Regions from separate parts of the Mus musculus genome. Here all the other regions are linked to region 2. The links are chromatin contacts, called in public promoter capture Hi-C maps. All regions are on one chromosome and are shown on one strand. Each heading gives the region's core, a stretch centred on a gene start, on an enhancer-like site or on the middle of the called end of the contact. The rest is flanking DNA. Distances are from core to core; before and after follow the strand shown. Region 1 holds the start of Bloc1s1 (biogenesis of lysosomal organelles complex-1, subunit 1). Region 2 has its middle 6.4 kb from the start of Gm30456. Region 3 holds the start of Rab5b (RAB5B, member RAS oncogene family).

The links. Promoter capture Hi-C pulls out the DNA fragments that hold promoters and counts their contacts.
Region 1: a contact with region 2 is called in a promoter capture Hi-C map of liver, with 6 times the contacts expected there. The contact joins the promoter of Bloc1s1 here to the enhancer-like site in region 2. A contact is called at or near these places in 3 of 39 promoter capture datasets (the 3T3-L1 cell line and liver), 1 of 484 Hi-C or Micro-C datasets (B cells), 2 of 115 datasets of contacts at active chromatin or transcription factors (astrocytes and fibro-adipogenic progenitors) and 1 of 9 other capture datasets (liver).
Region 3: a promoter capture Hi-C map of liver shows a contact between it and region 2, with 6 times the contacts expected there. The contact joins the promoter of Rab5b here to the enhancer-like site in region 2. A contact is called at or near these places in 3 of 39 promoter capture datasets (embryonic stem cells, hippocampal neurons and liver), 1 of 484 Hi-C or Micro-C datasets (LSK cells) and 2 of 9 other capture datasets (adipose tissue and liver).

The regions. Positions count from the first base shown.
Region 1 is chr10:128,921,963-128,926,198 of GRCm38.p6, forward strand. It overlaps Bloc1s1 (biogenesis of lysosomal organelles complex-1, subunit 1), which reads right to left and starts at 1,562. Exons shown (of 4, transcript NM_015740.3): 1 at 1,413-1,562; 2 at 692-764. The coding sequence starts at 1,473.
Region 2 is chr10:126,926,773-126,930,787 of GRCm38.p6, forward strand. No RefSeq gene overlaps it. Among named protein-coding and RNA genes, the nearest start is that of Gm30456, 6.4 kb to the right of the region's middle. Within about 2 kb of position 2,014, at least 236 of the 459 cell types and tissues checked have an H3K27ac peak or open chromatin away from gene starts, as enhancers often do. A contact at or near this core is called in adipose tissue, astrocytes, embryonic stem cells and 3 more, where this site is marked.
Region 3 is chr10:128,694,135-128,698,346 of GRCm38.p6, forward strand. Rab5b (RAB5B, member RAS oncogene family) reads right to left here and starts at 2,134. Exons shown (of 6, transcript NM_177411.4): 1 at 2,052-2,134. It overlaps Cdk2 (cyclin-dependent kinase 2), which reads right to left. Exons shown (of 8, transcript NM_183417.3): 8 at 3,805-4,212. It also overlaps a transcript of Pmel not described here.

The sequences.
Region 1 (4,236 bases), core at 312-2,811, 2.0 Mb after region 2:
CCTAACCCTGCATGACTCCCTTGGATGAATCAGTCTCTGGATTTGCAACCAAGCCTGTCACTCGCCCTGGGCGGAAGGCATAGTATGTGCCTCCTTTCTTCCCATAGACAATCAGATCACCATCTCTGCACTCTTATGAGTCATGCAGGGCCAGGGAATCTTTCCAAGTCTTTGGATACCACTGGTCTTCTCATTGAGGGTTAAGGTTGGGGGAAGGGTCCCTGGAGACCCAGAAGGAAAGGAAGAGACAGCCTGGTTTTGTCACAGCTCTTGGCTTAGGCTCTTCCTTACTTCTACCAGCTGTGCCATCCTGTTCCTGCCATTTGTTTCGCAGGCTTTCCAGAGAGTAGGAGGTGAGGAAGGAAAGAGGGTACGTGGTGGAAGAGGTTGTCCTTCCCTCCCACCCAAGTGACAGCTGGACATATAAGGGTTAGTCGAGTTGGCCAGATGGCATCAAGTTGTGCCAGGGAAGTTAGTGTGGGGAGGGGAATTCTGTTTTCCCAACCACTGCAGCTGTCGCCCCCATCAGCGTTAGAGAGTGAAAGCTGACTCAAGTCTCCACAAAGTTACATTAGGGGGAGGGGACAGATCAGAGGAGTTACTGGAGCACCGGGTCCTTCTGAAAGCTGGCCCAGATGCTGTGTAACCAGGGTGGATGGAGGAAACCGGAGTTGAGGGAAGAGGTTCATACCCCACGTTGAGGTGATCCACCAACGCTTCGGTCAGGCAGGTCGCTGCAGCGATAGCTTCTCTCCTCCTCTTCTCTGGGGAAGGGGAAAGGGGTTGGAGCAGACTTCGTATTTGAAAGATGGTGCTAATGGGTCCTCACGCACTTATTACTGTTCTAGAAACTGCCAACTAATGCCAGACCTCTTAAAAAGAACCTTCCATACATAAACAAAACAAACCCCTTTATTTTGGAGGCAAAGAAACTGGGGCCCTGAGAAGGGAATGGACACTCCATCAGGTACGCCCAGGACTCTTCCTAGACATCCTTTTTCCACTACTTTGGGCAATGGATTGGCAACTCCAGGATTCCCAGTCTAGGCCTGGGGAAAGTTGTGCCTTAGCTGTGTGGCAGACTGGGCAGTCCCCAATTCCTCCCACTTCCGGGGTGAGAAGCTGGCTGGGCCAATTGGCAACGCGTTTCGCGCTCCAGGGGCGGGACTCAGGCGCCGCCTGGGCGGGATTGAGGGAGGTGGCGCAGGGACCCGAGTGGTGCCAAGGGGACCAGGGCTGGTTGGCAAGGGGACGGAGTTTCCAGAAGTGCCGCCCCCAATTCCCTGCCCGGCACTCGGGTCGCCCGCTAGCCGGCGCCCTCTCCTTGATCTGGGAGGTTACCCGAGGTCCAGGCCTCTGGAAGAAGCTAGGCCGCGGCCGGGAGCTGCCGACCGACCGGACGCTGAGCTCACCCTGCAGCTCCTTGCGTTCGTTCTGCTTGGCTTGGTGTTCTTTGAGCAGGCGGGACAGCATGGTCGAGTCTGGCTGGGTGTGGGCACGGCGGACCCCTCCCTAAGGCTGCAGGAACTGGACTATGCCTTGGCTCACCCGGAAGGCGTCACGTGATCGCAGTATCACGTGACGCAAGAGCCTCCCTCTGCTTTTGGCATCTGGTGGTTGGTATTGAGGAGCTAAAGGAGCGAAGTGGAGGGTTGGTTGCTTGGTGGGTGAGCTGTTCGCTAATGAGGCTCAGTTTCTGGAGTCAGGAACACTTTTCGCATTTAGTCATGCTGAAGAGTCAGTTTTCACATGCTCTGGCTGTCGGGTTTTGAGAGGATTGGTGTCCTGATGCTGTCCACTACACTTCTGTTACTAGGGTAGCAGAAGCTCTCTGAACTCATTGAAATTCTTCTCCTTCCCTCACCTTACCTCCTGGCAATGCCGGCCGATTCTCAGTGGATTCCCAGCTTCCTCTCCCTAGAAGAGAATGCTTTCTCTTATTTCCCAGCCCTCTTGTCTTCTCACCTCTCCACCGAGGTTCTCTCAGCTCTGGGTGATCACTGTAGAGCAGCATTTTAGGCACCTCAAGCAGCCTTCTAGGGAGCTTTGCTAATGTTGCGGGCAGTGAGTGGTGAATGCGCAGATCTATCTCTGTCCTTTTGTGGTCAGGGAATGCGAACCCATTTTAGTCGTGGCAGAAGCGTAAGTGCTACTGCCAAAGTGAAAGGTAAATTATACAGTGCTTCTCCGACTAAGGAGGAATGCTTCCAGGACTAATTCCAACTAGAAAAATTATAAACACCATCAATTTATTGCTGTTGTTTCTCTCTCTCTCTCTCTCTCTCTCTCTCTCTCTCTGTCCCCTAGGCTCCTTGTGCTTTTCATGGTGGCCAGGAATCCACCAGCGCTACAAGTAACCGGAGCTAAGGGGTGCATTACAAGTGTGCAGACATACCATGTGTCCCACAACTTTGATTCTAGCAGGCCTGAGGCAGAAGCAGGAGGATGTCTGTGTATTTGAGGCCATCCTGGTCTACAGAACAAACTTTGGGGCAGCTAGCAATATGTAGAGAGACCTTGTCTCAAAGCAGAAACACACAGACCACAAAAAAACGAATGTGGAGACATGCTGGCCAAACTTTGGTCAATTTTCTTACCCATTCTGAGCTTTAGTTTGATTGTTAATAAACTAAGGTGATTAGACTAATGTTTAGCTCTGGCTAAAGAGTAGAACCGCATTGAAGAGTTTGTAAATAATACTGTCATGTATGGTATACTGATGCAAACCTGTCAGGGGGCTGAGGTGGAAGAATGGGGAGTTCTAGATTAGCTTGGGCTACATAGCAAGACCCTGTCTCCTACTCCCAATTAAAAAGAAACTTGATCCCAAATTTATTTATTAAATAGACTTTCTGAAGGATTGATCTATGTATGTATGTATGTATGTATGTATGTATGTATGTAGCTAGCTAGCTATCTAGCTATCTATCATCTCTGTATCAGGTGATTCCAGAGTGCTTCCAAAGCTGAGGGACGTGGGGCTAATTCATGTCTGAGACTGTTTACAGCTTTGTCATCTACCCAGCTACCCATTTTCTGAGTTATGGCGCAGATGAAGTTGATAGCTTGGATCCAGTAGCAGGGCAAATGGATGCAGAACAAATTAGAATATTCTTCTTTAGAATAGCGAACAAAATAACCATGGAAGGAATTACAGAGACAAAGTTTGGTGCTGAGATGAAAGGATGGACCATCCAGAGACTGCCCCACCCAGGGATCCATCCCATAATCAGCCACCAAACCCAGACACTATAGCATATGCCAGCAAGATTTTGCTGACAGGACCCTGATATAGCTGTCTCTTGTGAGGCTATGCAGTGCCTGGCAAATACAGAAGTGGATGCTCACAGTCACCTATTGGATGGAACACAGGGCCCCCAACGGAGGAGCTAGAGAAAGTACCCAAGGAGCTGAAGGGGTCTGCAACCCTAAGGTAGAACAACAATATGAACTAACCAGTACCCCCAGAGCTAGTGTCTCTAGCTGCATATGTAGCAGAAGATGGCCTAGTCGGCCATCAATGGGAAGAGAGGCCCCTTGGTATAGCAAACTTTATATGCTCCATTACAGGGGAATACCAGGGCCAAGAAGTGGGAGTGGGTGGGTAGGGGAGCAGGGCGGGGGGTGGTATAGGGAACTTTCAGGATAGCATTTGAAATGTAAATGAACAAATATCTAATAAAAAATTAACAAAACAAAACAAAAAGAATATTCTTCTTGAAGTTTCTTAGTAAGAGTGAGAGTTATTGATCCACTGGTGTATTCAGCTATTTTACTTGTGTGTGTGTGTGTGTGTGTGTGTGTGTGTGTGTGTGTGTGTGTGTGTTAATAGATGCCATGTTTAGGTCAGAAGATAACGTTAGGGAGTCAGTTCTCTCTCTCTCTCTTTTTTTTTTCTTAAAGATTTATTTATTATATCTAAGTACACTGTAGCTGTCTTCAGACACACCAGAAGAGGACATCAGATTTCATTACGGATGGTTGTGAGCCACCATGTGGTTGCTGGGATTTGAACTCAGGACCTTCAGAAGACCAGTCGGTGCTCTTAACCACTGAGCCATCTCTCCAGCCCCTCTCTTTTTAACATATGGGTCCTGAGGATGAAATTCAGATCTTGTTGAACCTCATTCAGCTATTTGAAGAATAGCACCTTATACCCTGGGAGATATGTAACCATCAAAGGGTGAGTAAGAAGAAGCATATTAAATAGTTAAATGACAGCATTAAGCAGAATTT
Region 2 (4,015 bases), core at 764-3,263:
TGCTACGAATCAGGCATTCCACCTAAGCCTCGTTCTCCAAATGAGATCACTCTGGTTCAAAGAGAAGAAACAGCCTGGCAGATAGCGGCTCTGCTGGCCTCCTGGCCTACCTGCAAAGACTCGGGACCCACAGCTTTACCATCCTGGGTATCCCCAACCTCCATCTCTCTCCTCTTGTTTGCCCCGCCCCCAAACTCCCCCCCCCCCCCAGCATGTGCCCATCTTCTATGCAGATTCTCTTCCTTGGCTTCCAAGCCCCTGGGCATGCCTGTTTGAGCCCAGAGTCCTGACAAACACGATCTAAAGAGTGCCTGGCATCCCCACCTCCCACCAACAGTCAACACCACTTAGAGGCGTTCTCCCTTCCTAAACCAGTCAATCACCTCAATTCTTCCTTCTAAACAGCCCCCTACCTCTCTCCTATGGTTGGTTCTTTTTCTCCTAACTTCCCAGCACGGGAGACCTGTTGTTGGCTTCCCTCCAAACCGCCTCCCCAGAGGCCTCCCTTTGTCCTACTCACTGCTGCGGATTGCTGGTCCTCAAAAATACTGTTGACCTGCATTCTCATTTGGCTGGGTGGGGGGGTGTAGGGAGAGGGTTGCTCCCTCTGCCTTCACAGGGAATCATAGTTCATTCTCCGCCCACACTCACGGTGCTTTCAAGTGACTGGCCACCCTGCAGAGTTCCAGCCTCAATTTTCACCACCTCAGTTTTCCAAAATGATCGCCCACTCTGTTCATCCCTCCCCCACCAGCACCACACTCCGTCCTCCCTCCCACTGAGACACCTAGCAGGCTGACCCCCCACCCTGCCTCCAGTTCAAGTCCACCTGCAGCCAAGGCCCCCAGAGGAGCCCTCCTCCCAAAGCCTGCAGGACTCATTATCCAAACTATTCATCCCCAGGTAATTACGCACTGCCTGTGACTCTCTTCTGTTTAGCCTGGAACGGGGCTTTAAAACTGCCTGTGCAGCTTGATCCAACTCCTGCTTCATCACAAGGCTGTCTAACGGCTGTTTCTCCCTCTCCACAGTGCCTAGGAGGTAGACAATAGATGCTAGATGTATGCAATGGTTGATTTTTCTTCCCACATACAGTGTCCTCAAACAGCCAGAGCTGATGAGAATAGTAAGCACCTGTTTTAGAACTCTGGCTAACAGAATTCTCCCACAGGCCAGTTCTCTCCTAGGCCCTCAGGATCCAAAGCAGGCACCCGGGGCTTCAGCCGGTTGCTCTGAGACACTGCTGTCCACAGAGGCTGCTGGCCCACCTCTGAAAGGAGACCCCAGTCCCGCGAGGGTTTCTGACTTGGTGATACGTTTTCCTTGCCTCTCTCTGGTCCCCAGCCCAAGGAACTATCCCAAGTACGGACCAAGGGTAAACCCTGAACTGTGTGACAAGTCCCTAGCTGAGGCCACTCCTGCCCAGCTTGCCCCTGGTCAAAGGCACCCAGGAGAGCCCCTGCCCTTGGGAGAGAAAGAAGACACTGCACCTTTAAGTCTGCAGCCGGTTGAGAAAAACAAGCTGTGATTTATATAAGCGGGAAAATCATGTGATTTGCAGGAACGCTGCCTCCTCCCCGGCCCCCGCCCGTCGCCTTTGAGCCCGTCCCAAAGGGCTGGGGCGCGGCCGGAGCTGGGCTGCAGGGGCGTGGGGTGCGGGCGGGGCGCTGGGCATAAAGCTGCCCCGGGACCTCTGGGTGGCTCTGCCCTGTTTCCGACGCTGGACCTGGGCGGCGGCAGCCCCTCGCGCCGTGGAGTTTGGTCCCCAGATAGCCTCAGGGAGCGCAGACCCCTGGCGCTGCCGCTCCTTCTGCGACCCGACACTGAGGTCGCACAGAACAACCTCGGTCCCCAAGCCAACTCGGCCTGCCCCCATCAAGCCAAAGTGTGGCTTGAGACACCGAAGCTGTTCGCAACTTCTCCCAGAAAAAGGAAAACCCGGGCCCCACACACTGGTTTCTGTGTCCCAAAACACCCAGCAGGGGGCGGGGAAGAGAGAGCATTTTGGGAAATGGTTGGGAAAGGGCATGATGAAAGCCATTCCCACAGCTGAGATTGGTAGGGAACGGGCCACCAGGCCACCAGCTTTCGGGGAGAAAACAAAACAATCCCCTGGTGTGGCCCTTTCAGACAAAACTGAAGAAGAAAGATGTCCTGAGAAATCTTAAAGAGAGGCAGTGTCTCTGTGTGGAGCCCACACCCACGCGCAAGTTCAGTCTGACTGCTCCAAGAACAAGGAAGGGCGTCACTCCTTCGTGGAAAGGGGCGGGCAAGGCCACAATCGCAAGTAGGAGAGAGGACACACATCCAAAACCAAGCCGAAGAGAAGTGGAGGGCTTTCTCGGGAGAAGAGAGAGGGAGGGAAAGACGGGCATCTCTCAGTACATAAACCACAAAGACCGGCTCCCAAAGGACCCCAGAAAGGATGCCATGGTCTTTGAAAAGTAACCAAGGCCAGACATGCACCACAGCCTCTCTATTCTATTTAACTTCCCCCTGGCAGGGGATAGACGACTTTTAGGATCGGTGGCTTCTCCTGCAGAATAAACGCGATGCTAATGAACAACTTGGTGACATACAGATCATGACCTCAGACTCCAGCCTAGGTCAGCCGGAGCCTGCCCTCTGCAGCCAGAGGCCAACTGAGCAAATTTTCTGTACCACGCTCCCACCTCTGCTGTACCCCACGCAGGGTCTTTAGGCTGAGTTCATAAGGCACCCGGTGTCCTGACTGCCACGGGAAGCAGACTCATCCTGGTGAGCAAATGTTTGGGGTTGTTCTATAAAACCCAAAGAAAAACCACAGTAAGTAACAGTATTCCAGAAGGTTCTAGATGTGCACACTTTGCCTTCAAATACTAACGCCATTCATCCAGTGTGTGTGCTTGGCACAGAGCTGGACGGTGGGGGTCCAATGAAAGGGCAGCCCCTCCCTGAGCCTGGATGCTGCCTCACAGAAAGAGGCAAAGAAAGACGTTTCTGTCCTCCCCTGGGCAGCCAGCCCACCCAGGCCCTCCCAGCCCACCCCACCACCCCCAGCAGGTGTTGCCCCCATTCCTGCTCTGTGTGCCTTATGGTTTCTGCCAAGAGCCAATCCTATCAGAAGGCTCTAACTCCCTAGGGTTTGGGCAGTGGTTATAAGAGGTACCCTAAAGATCTCTCCAGAAAGTGAGATCAGAGATGGCAGCCTCCTGATTCCCTCCCCAAATGATAAAGCCAGCAAGTGAGAGTTTGGGGCCCACTTGGATCTCCCCCCCCCCACCTTGTGTTCTCTCCCCACCCCCACCCCACCCTCTGTCTCTCCCTCCCTCCCTCCTCTTCTTCTTCCTCTCTCTCTATTCTCTGGTGTAGCCTTCCAGCATCCAGGACTGCTCCTCTCAAAGCTTCCTGAGCCAAGGATTTGCCCAGCTTACATACAGCTCAACTGCCCTCTGATCTCTGGGGTGCTGAACCCCCTTAGCCCTGCACAGATTCCTCCTGGATCACCCACCGGTCTCTTCTGTTGCTGTAAGATTTGCTGACTGCAGGTGCTCCACCATCCACCATTAAGTACAATTCTGACCACTGCTCCCGTGAGCCCTCCTATACGTATCAGTCAGTCTCTGCCTTATTCTTGGGGCTATTCAAATATTTCCCATATTCAAATATCTCTCCTATTTCAAGCTCCCCTCCGCCCTTCACAGGCACAGCCTGACAGTGCTCAGAGGAAGACTGTGAGCCTGCAGCGAGCCAAGATTTTAAAGGAACAAACAAATTAAGGGCCTGATCTGAGAACACCCAGGAAGCCACGAGCTCTGCTACCTTTAAAAGGGATCTCTGAGGCTTTTTTCAAATGCACCGAGGAACGCAATGGCTGCCGAGTCTGATCTGCTCACCATGGACGCGGGGCCTTGGCAGAGAAAAGCAGTCCAGGCCCCGCCAAACCTAACTGCTTTAAATTAGCCTTCCAGTAAAAAGGGGGTGCTGTACTAACGGGTCCCCAAAGCCTCCCAAGCAGCAAAGCTCTGAGACTGAG
Region 3 (4,212 bases), core at 884-3,383, 1.8 Mb after region 2:
CCAAGAGAATGTCGTGGAGAGAATGAGAACAGCATTTAGGAGCACATGAAAAAAACCTGTCTTTGCTTGGGTTTTTTTCATGTGCTCACTAAATGATGGTCTCATTCTTTCCATAGTATTCTGCTCTTGATTAGTCTTATTTAATACCTCTAACTGTCCTAAATGAAATAAGCTATGTATAGAAGGACTCAGATTTTATATATTTCTGTACAGCTTAAACACTTTAATATATGTATGTGTTACTTTGATAATTAAGAAATGTAGTGATACAAGTTATGGAGATGGCTTGGCGGCCCTTAGTGCTCTTGTAAGAGACCTGTGTTCAGTTTCCAGCACCAACACGGCAGCTCCTAATTGTCCAGCGGGTCTAGTACCTTTTCTGACCTCTGAGGGGTCCTGCATGCATGTGGTATATATGCAGGACACTATGTGGTAAAAAAAATAAATAAATTCAGTGATCACTAACATTAGTATAGAAAGGAAAGAGGAGGAGGAAGAGGAGGTAGAACCCTAAGGGAGAAACCAATAGGGTCCAATCTATAAAAAATTTGACAGGTTAGCAAACCCCTCCCTCTATATGTGTGTGTGTGTGTATATATGTATGCATACATACACACACACACACACATGCCATGTTTGAATACCAAACAGCCACAAGTTATCCTCTGACATTGTGGCTCACATATGTATGCAGGTTATTACATATAATATAATTTAAAGACTTCTTCATTCTCTATAATCCATCTTTCTAAATACCTCAAGGTTTGACCTAAATAACTAATCTCACACACACACACACACACACACACGTTCCTGAATAAGTGGGCAAAGAAGAAAGGATGGTGCCAACCTTCTGGTAGCTAACCTCTCAATTCTTCCCCAAATCCCTTCAGGGATATCACCTCACAGTTCCTGGCGTGAATAGTCTGTCCCATTAACTATCTAGGAAATGCTCAAGTGCAAGTCTCACAGAAGTTTCAATAAACATGGTCCTTTTTTTTTTTTTTTTTTTTTTTTAATGGCTGGGGATTGCTTTGCCCCTTTCCATGCAAATGACAGAGTTCCTCAAATCTAGGTTAAATAAGCGTAGTCACCACAGATCACATTATGAAGTGGGAAAGACTGAGCAAAGCACTCCCAAATTTTCTTAGTTCTCTCACAGTAGATGAAATAGGAAAAACAACGAATACAATAGCAAACCTAAAGGAAACAGGAGTGCAGTCATGACTAGCTATGAGGTCAGGGTAAACTAAAGTGGTGTGTGTGTGTGGGGGGGGGGGGCTGGACGTAGAGCTGCCAGGCGCCATGGAATAATACATAATTTTACCTTTGTCTTCATTCCCTATTCCTGAAGTACCCCAAAACTTCAAATCACCACACCCAAGCACTAAAGGAACAGAAGAGTAAGGAACTTCCAAGATACTGAGCCTCCCCTCACCATCATTCCAGAAGTTCCCATTACTAATAGCAAACCGTTTCTACTTCCTTCCACTTTGGTCTTCTACATTCTTCATTGACTTCAGTGAGACCAAATCCCTCTCGGCAACACCAGTACCCCTAGTTCCCCTTTCAACAGTCACTTTCCCTGAAAAGAATGCCTCTCTCGGCTAAGAGCCCCAACAGTGGATGTCTCGGGAGACCCAGCCTCGGCTACCCTCGGGGCTGGGCGTAGCACTGTCCCCTCCACACCTCCAGCCAAATGGGCTGGCTTCCCCTCCCTCACTGCCTGGTCTCCGACCCCAGCTCCTCCCTCCTCACCGCGGTGCTCAGAGTCCCGAGGCCGGCCCTGGTCCTCACCGGCTCCGGGTCCCCGCGCCCGGCCCCCGAGCGGCCACCACAGCCAGAACCCAGCCGCCTCCCAACTAGAGGCTCGGCTCCCAGCCCTGCCGATCACCTCCTCAGCGCCCACTAGGCCTGTGGGACAGCCCCTTCGGCCCTCTCCAGGAGGTTCTGGAGCCCTGACGTCGGCCCGCCCCGCCTCTGCCACAGGCCAGGCGGCGCTCCTCTCGGGACCTCCGCCTCTGCCCTTGTGGGCTCCATCAGCTCGGTACCTGGGGCTCCGTATCCCCCGTCGGGCCCAAGCCTGTGTGGAACAGACAAACAGCTGCAGCTCAACCAAACTCCTACCCCCTTCGCCTCCTCCTCCTCCTCCTCCTCGCCGGGGCGGCTCCAGCCAATCGCAAGATCACCCGCCTACCGTGGTGGGTGGGCTATGTGAGCGTCCGCCCGCCAATCTTCTGGAGAAAGGCGGGCTCTGAGGGACTATCACCAACTAGCACAAGTGAGAGACTGGATTGGCGAGGCCGCAAGCCAATACCTACACGAGAAGCCTTGAAGATTGACGGGATAAGTAGCCATTAAAGAGAGAGCTCCTGGGAAAGGGGGCAGTGCATCACTGACAGGCATGTGCGTCAGCCAATAGAACCTCAACACCCGTGACACCCCTCCCCCGCCTCTCGACTCGTAAACATCTAATCAGGTGAGTGAAGAAGGCGGGTCAAAAGGAAATTTTAACCAGTATTGGGAAATTTCCGAATTTGACAGGCAGGCAAGGCTAGTGAAGAAGTGAAGAAGGCTTTTGGTCGGGTGTGGTGTGGCACTCCCAATCTCAGCACAGTGGATTGGGGTGGAGGCAGTTCTGAGTTTGAGGCTAACCCGGGATACTCAGTTTAACAAGACCTCAGTATAAGGGGGATGGGGAGGGGAGTAAACTGGGCTTGGTGGCCCACATGTTTAATCCTAGCAATCGGGAGGATCTCCATGAGTTCCAAGCTACACAACGATGTCCCCCCCCCAAAAAAACAAAAACAAAAAACAATGATACCAGCATTAACCTTCTCTTCTCCCCGTGCCCTGCTTTCTGTGTCAAATTAAGAAAGTAAAGACCCTGCTGGGCATGGTGGTGCACGCCTTTAATCCCAGCACTGGGAAGGCAGAGGCAAGGCGGATTTCTGAGTCTGGCCAGTCTGGTCTACAAAGTGAGTTCCAAGACAGCCAGGGCTACACAGAGAAACCCTGTCTCGAAAAACCAAAAAAAAAAAAAAAAAAAAAAAAAAAAAAAAAAAGTAAAGACCCAAAACCAGGAAATTAAACAACTTTTATCTTGTAAATTCTTTTTAGTGGCGCACTAGAGAACAGTAGTTTTGGGGTGAATTGCCATGACAACAGAAAGTGGTAGTCTGAAGACACTTTAGCCTCCTAAATATTTTCACATTGATATTTTCTGAATTGTTTGTAAATGTGAAAAAACATTTAGACAACTTTGCTGAGGATTTTTTTTTTTTTTCGGTACTGAGGATTGAACCTAGGGCCTAGAGGCAAGCTAGAGAAGCATACACTTCCGGTAGAAGACCCAAGGCCTGTTCCCAGTACCACTGCTCACAGCTGCCTGTAACTCTAGGAGAGATGATATGCCCTCTTCTGGCCTCTGCGGGCACTTGTGGCTCACATGCACACACAATTTCAAAACCAGACCAAACAAACAAAACTCTACACAAAATGGTGAACACTTCCTGGGAAATGGAGGGTTGAGACAAAGGCCCCTGAAGCCCACTCAAGTTGCTGCTAAAAGAAGGAATTGAAACAGTGTTCTGTATTGGTGTGCCTGTGTGAGTAGGGGAAAGTTGGAAGGAAGCTCTTCAGTTTCTCCATCCTTACAAACACCCCACTAAAGAGCATGGCAGGAGGGCCTGCATGTACAGAGATTAGGTGGACACATACTGCTTATTCACATTCAGAATATCACCCACACCATTTTTTCAGTAAAAAAATAAATGAAGGATAAATATGAAAGAGATTCACTCTACAGCTGAGAATATTTTCTTTTAATGAATTTACAAACTAAATTACAAATAATATTAACAGAACACTGGAGGACAGGGAGTGGGAGAAGAAAATCATAAAAGAAATATTTTCTTTTAACAATTACAAAATCCCAAAGTGCACATGGCAACAAATCCATCCACACTGACAAAAAAAAAAAAAAAAGGAAAAAGAAGAAACAACAACAAAACCACTAAAGTATCCAAACTACTTTAACTTGAAATATAAATATAATTGTTCACTCTTTTATAGAAAATTTCCCCCAATGACCTAACCAGGTCAAAGCCTTACAAAAGCATCAGCATTCTCAAATGATGTCTCCTGGCCTGCATCACTGCTCTCAGAGGAGGACGGCAATGAGGCCCTCTGACAACTCAAGAACTGAGCTTC